2 separate regions of the Mus musculus genome follow, and region 1 is linked to region 2. A link is a contact called in public HiChIP or PLAC-seq data. All regions are on one chromosome and are shown on one strand. Each heading gives the region's core, a stretch centred on a gene start, on an enhancer-like site or on the middle of the called end of the contact. The rest is flanking DNA. Distances are from core to core; before and after follow the strand shown.

Evidence for each region. HiChIP or PLAC-seq counts read pairs in DNA pulled down with a chosen protein or histone mark.
Region 1: a contact with region 2 is called in an H3K4me3 HiChIP or PLAC-seq map of the SCID.adh cell line, with 12 read pairs. The contact joins two enhancer-like sites. A contact is called at or near these places in 1 of 15 datasets of contacts at CTCF or cohesin (the G1E-ER4 cell line), 1 of 484 Hi-C or Micro-C datasets (nephron progenitors) and 2 of 115 datasets of contacts at active chromatin or transcription factors (the SCID.adh cell line and embryonic stem cells).

What each region holds. Positions count from the first base shown.
Region 1 is chr3:79,100,636-79,103,396 of GRCm38.p6, reverse strand. All of the region lies in intron 3 of Rapgef2 (Rap guanine nucleotide exchange factor (GEF) 2), which reads left to right. Among named protein-coding and RNA genes, the nearest start is that of Rapgef2, 44 kb to the left of the region's middle. Within about 2 kb of position 1,441, at least 15 of the 459 cell types and tissues checked have an H3K27ac peak or open chromatin away from gene starts, as enhancers often do. A contact at or near this core is called in the SCID.adh cell line, where this site is marked.
Region 2 is chr3:79,026,947-79,029,779 of GRCm38.p6, reverse strand. No RefSeq gene overlaps it. Among named protein-coding and RNA genes, the nearest start is that of Gm52609, 28 kb to the left of the region's middle. Within about 2 kb of position 1,464, at least 24 of the 459 cell types and tissues checked have an H3K27ac peak or open chromatin away from gene starts, as enhancers often do. A contact at or near this core is called in the SCID.adh cell line, where this site is marked.

The DNA of each region.
Region 1 (2,761 bases), core at 192-2,691, 74 kb before region 2:
ATTTTAGGCAGGTTTTCTTAAATGCCCCTCACTGACATCAAACCTACTATCCTTCTGCTTCAGCCTCACAAGTGAAGGGGCTGTAAGTAACGTATTGGTTGGATTTTAATTTTTTTCTTATTCACTTGACACAATCTGGATGTATTTGGGAGGAGGCAATTGTAACTGAGAAGATTCATCCGTAAGGTCAGCCTGTAGGCAAGTGGAGGGGGGCACTTTCTTCATTGGATGATTAGTGTCAGAGGGCCACGCCAACTGCAGACAGTGCCCGTCTGGGTGGTGGCCATAGGATGTATAAGAAGGCAGGCGAACTTGATGTCAGAATCTGTGCCTAGTCTTACAGTAGCTAGTTATACTATATTTGGTTGATGTCCCTTGAAAGCCTGCTCTTTTCAGAGGGGAGATGAAGGAGGGGGCAGTTTGGAGGAAAGGGAAGCTAGTGGGAGAGATGAGGTGCGGGAATTGCCATCAGGATGTAATCTGTGTGAGAATAAATAAAAGGAAAGAAGAAAAGTAAGTGGAGTGAACTTTGGGAAGCAAGCCAGCAAGCAGCCCTCCTCCATGGCGTCTCTTCAGTCAGGCCTCCGGGTGCCTGCCCTGACTGTTTTCAATGGTGAAGCATGACCCGAGAGTTGTAAGGTGAAGTTAAAACCCCTAACTAAGGCAGAGTGGGCACCAGGATTGGGGTATTTCATGACAGACCTGAGCATGTTGAGGGCAGAACTGTGGAAAGAGTTTGGACCACTGGACTAGAAAGTCATTGAGCTTAATGAGATATTGTGTGTGGTGGTAACTCTGTCCCTGCCTCCAGCCAGAGAAACCGTAACTAAGACCGATTTGTGCTGGTTGAGCCCTGAAGTGCCCCTCAAAATTAAAACCATTAGGGGAGTTATGTCTCCCTTTTAATAGGAGCAAGACTTGTTTCCTTAATAGTAGCTTTGCGTTTGAATACACATCCAACTCTGACCTTTTTTGTGTAAGATACTAGGTGATCACCAGGGCCATCTCCCACCCAGTTCTAGGGTCTGTAAGTACCTCTGCCAGTCGCAGGCGACTTGTGTGTTGTGCCCTTCACTAACTCTTTAAGCCTGTACATGTTTGAAGGAGAATTCAGTGAGCTCAACTCAGTGAGATTAGATAAGGGAAGGTGCGAGTAACTTACTGCTTTTGTTTTAGTTTATGCAAACACACTTGTGGGAAAACCGGCAGTTTAAGCTGTATGCATATAGTGGGAAATAGAAAACCAGCCCTTTGATTTCATGTCTAATGAAGTCATTTGCTGGAACTGCAGACGATTTAGAGATGAAGAGCCTGTGCTGGTAATCGTTCATTCATTTTGCTCCTGTGGCAGGGACTTTCTAGTTCTTGGCAGCTCAGGATGAAGAGGAGAGATTGGACCTTGTCCTGCTCTAGGCAAGGGAAGCTACAGCTTGCAGCGGAATGTGTGCTGTGGGGCAGGGGAGATACAGCAGATAGCATGGGCTCTGTGAGGGGAAAGGAGCAGGGACTAGGCTGACAGAGTGTTGTGAGACAGATCTTTCCTGGGGAGATGGCGTGTGTCTACTCACCCCGGGTACGGAACAGGAGATAGAGGAACAAAGTCTAACTTGATGGGCCAGTGAATTTTATTTGGGGGTTACTTACAGGAACATGGATGGCTCAAAAGCATGCTATTACTGAAAAGCTAAGGAGACCTGCAACCCAGGAAGCTGGACATGGTAGAGACTCCTTTCCTCGGTTTGGCTGCCAATCACTTCCCCCAGCAGTTATGGCATCCGTAACCCTGGAAAGGATCCTGGTGAATCTATGAGTTTAGGTTTCCTAACATGTGAACCATGAAATGTGTTTACCTGCTGGGTCCCAGACGCCCCACCCCCTGCTGAAGGGAGTGGTTCTATTTAAAGACAATCTCCACAGAAGGAGGCAGAAGGTTGCGCCAGGGGAATGGTGGTCATACAGTTTGGCTTCCTCGGGTCAGACATATCATCTGTTTCCAATTGCTACTATTCTTGTTCTAGGCCAACATCACAAACAAATCTATCGACTATCATTTCTAGTAAAAGTCTATATGTTCAACATACCATCTTATTTTAGAGTGCTTTCCATGGGCATTTTAAAAGCCTAAATACTGCTTATAAATGCATTGATTTGAAGGCCTCCTTTTTGTAAACTGACTGGTGCACCTTCTCTTTTTAATGTGTTAATTTTAGAATGGTTGTAAGAAATTTAAAATTAAAGTATGTACAGTATGTCTATTGTTCCTAGAAACGTAAGACTTACTTAGTATCTGAAAAACCTTTCTGAGAATTCCTGGAAAGCAAGCGCCCTTCATAGTCCTACAAATAAACGCAAAGCTGGCTGGCTGGCTTCTAACAGGAGCATCTCTGCGATGGCTAACCTTTATTTGATAACATTACTCAGCAGCGAAGTGACAGAGCTGATGTGGGTGCTCGCATGCACAAATGAGCATTTAAGTTAAAGTTGATGAAATTGCTGATATTTTTTAAGAACTGCAAAAGAAAACAACTTCTCCTTGGGTTCCCAACGATCACTGGATGTGTGTCCTTGTCTCAGTTATTTTGAAGAAAGTGAATTTATCATAGTTGGTTTTGCTCCATAAACCATGCCTTTTAGATACGAGGTATTTAGTAGTTGTGGCTTTTGTGATGTGGGTGCTGAGAATTGAGCTCAGGCCCTTTGCAAGAACAGTGCATGCCTTTTAACTCCTAACGCTCTCTCCAGTCCCTGAATATGGTATTTC
Region 2 (2,833 bases), core at 215-2,714:
GGGCAAGCTTCAGTACCGGCTCCTCTTGCCCCCTTCTGCCACCCTCTAACTTCAGAAATTTTTGATTTTCTTTACAAAGGTACCTTTCTGACTTGTCTTAATTTGACAAGTTAGCTTTTCCAGTCTCCAGGGTTGAGGAGCGCGAAGGGCTAACAACTTACCTAGACTCCAAATCCACCCATCACAGACGTCATCAGAAAGGAAAATGGCTGGAGGAAGAAAACCAGATGCCTTGGGGAGATGGGCGGTGGTGTTTGCATTTGCCACGAAGGTCTTGAGTAGCTATAAGGAAGGAACAATTAGCAGCATGATAACATTGAAGAAGAGTTTCCGTGAATTAAAAATGAGATCTATGGGGCTGAGTGTATCATTAAGCACTAGGATACAATCTGCTCACTACATGTAAGGTCCTGGTTCAATCACTGGTACCCCTACCCGAAAGAGATCCCCTTCACATTCCCTCCTTAAATGCAAGTAAAGACACATATGCCTGTGTCTGCCTTCCACTGGGGTGCCGAGCACTGCCCACTGGCCCATCGGCAAGCCACTCAGGGGAGGCGGAACACAGTCCAAAGTAGGGGCCCTCAGTCTGTATTTTCTTGGGTGGGAACAGTGGGGTCTGGGAAAGTTGCTGTGGTTCCCGGTCTCCTGTGTACTCAGGCACTGCGGGGGTTAGACTGGGAACTAGATTCCGGGGATCTGAGTCTCCCCTCAGGGCATTTATGAACCAGGCTGGAAGGGGAAGGCAGAGCCCAGAAACTGGGAGGAACCCAGTTTGGTTCAGGGTGAGTGCGGAACGTATGCAGGGTCTGGGAGAGAGAAAGCCTTCTTGGGAGATAAAGGTGCTGCTCTTTACCACAACGGCCTCCCCCCACGGTGATCCTTGATGGACGCGGTGGTCCTTGCTCGTCCAAATTGTCTTCTTTGATAGCAAATGTTAATGAGCACATCTTACTTAAGGTTACCGGGGTTTAAATACCTTTGTGGGAAGGGATGCCCAGGAAGGGAAGCTCATAGGCTGAACACTCAGGGCCTATCTGGATACCTAATTAGCATGGAGAACTCTAGGTTTTATGCTAAGTGACCAGTTGTCATGATCCTCTCAATGGAGTGTCATGGTTACATGTTCCAGAGCAGGTAGTCTGGCAGAGAGCTGGCTCCACTCCTGCCATTTTCAATTCTGAGGTTCCTCAGCCAAATTGATTTTTTTCCAAATAAAATAAAGACGAAAACCAGGCAAAGAATAGGTATGTAATCTCGGGCAAAGAGCGAACACTCTGCTGAGAAATTGAAGTTGAAAATCCCCAGAACCAGCCTGTGGAAATAACTTGAGAAGACACAGAAGAAAAGGTTCATCAGCCGCCTTTTATCATCTAGCCTGGAGTTTGCAGAACAACCGCCTCTGTTAGATAAGCAGCTCTTTGTGCTTCGCTGGGAAGGAGAGAAGCGCCCCAACGCCACACGCCACACGCCACACTTTCATCGTTGTCTTTTATCTTCTGACAGTCCAGACCCTTGTTATCTCTTCCACTTCCTCCAGTTAAACAGATTTAGACAGACTTTTCAGACAGGGCCAAGCCTTTTGTGTTGTGGTTTTCTTAACCCCGCCCCCCAGAGTACCCAAGTCATTTTAATAAACAGTTCTTTTAAAATCCAGTCCTAGGCTTGAGAAAAGATCATCCCTCTATTTCCATGGTATCTGAAAACCCCAAAAGAACCAATTAGCGTTGTGTAGCTCAAGGATAAAGGGGAGGATCTAGCTTTAAGAAATAGAAATATTGGCCTTCTGAAACTAATAGCTGTTATACATTCTACATGGAGTATATAGCCTGGGGTCTGAGAGCAGAGCAGATGTGTTGGTTTTGTTTGACCCCCACGCACATCTGCTGATTTTTACCTTACTTGGCGCTCACTCTTGGTTCCAGGAGTACAGCACATCCAAGTGGTACCATCCCTGCCCAGTGGGTGAAGAAGAAGCCTCCTTGTGATCTTGTTGGAACTTCAGGGGAGGAGATATTTTTATCTTCTGCTAAGGCTTCCAAATCCATTGATACATTAGAATACCAGATTTTTCTAGTAGCTTCCAGCTCAGAACAGAAAATCCAACATAGAAGGCAGGGCAAGCCAAGGGACTGGAGCTGGTAAGGAACCCCTGAGGATGCAACTGAGTGTTTGCCTCCATCTATCTCTGAACCTGCCCAGGGCCTGTGAGCTTCAGTTCTGTAAGCAATAATTTTAAAACATCTAAGCCAGTTAAGACAGGTTACTCTGACAACCCAGAGAGTTCTGATTAGTACAAGATGGTTTCTGAGAATTTGATTAACTGGCCATAGCTAGGACCGTGTCACTGTTAGAAGGCAAATGGAATTGAAGGAGCCAGGGCAAAGTACAGAGTTTCAAAACAGCAATTAAACAGGATGCCAAACTAAAATGCTCATCTTGTCATATTGTGCTGTTCATGTATATAAAACAAAATTTCAAAAGAGTATAGACTGGTTCAATTATTCAAAATGAGTTAAAGCCATGTGTACTAAGCTGTAATAGAAACTCCATCCTCCCTGCCCAGTTCTCCACCCCAAGGTATTGGTTTCTTTATTCCCAGGACTCAAAATTGTAACTTCATATGGCAAGTGACCCTGATGAACATGATTCAGTTAATGGCCTTGAGGTGCAGAGGTTGTACTCATTGTCTTTTGGATCCCAAGTGTGGTCCTGATGGTATTTATAAAACGGAGATAAGAAGGTCAAAGAAGGAAGAGGCTGAGATATGGATAGAAACATTTTGAAATGACGTGGCCATAGGTGGGAAGGTCAAGGAGCAAGCCCTTTCACT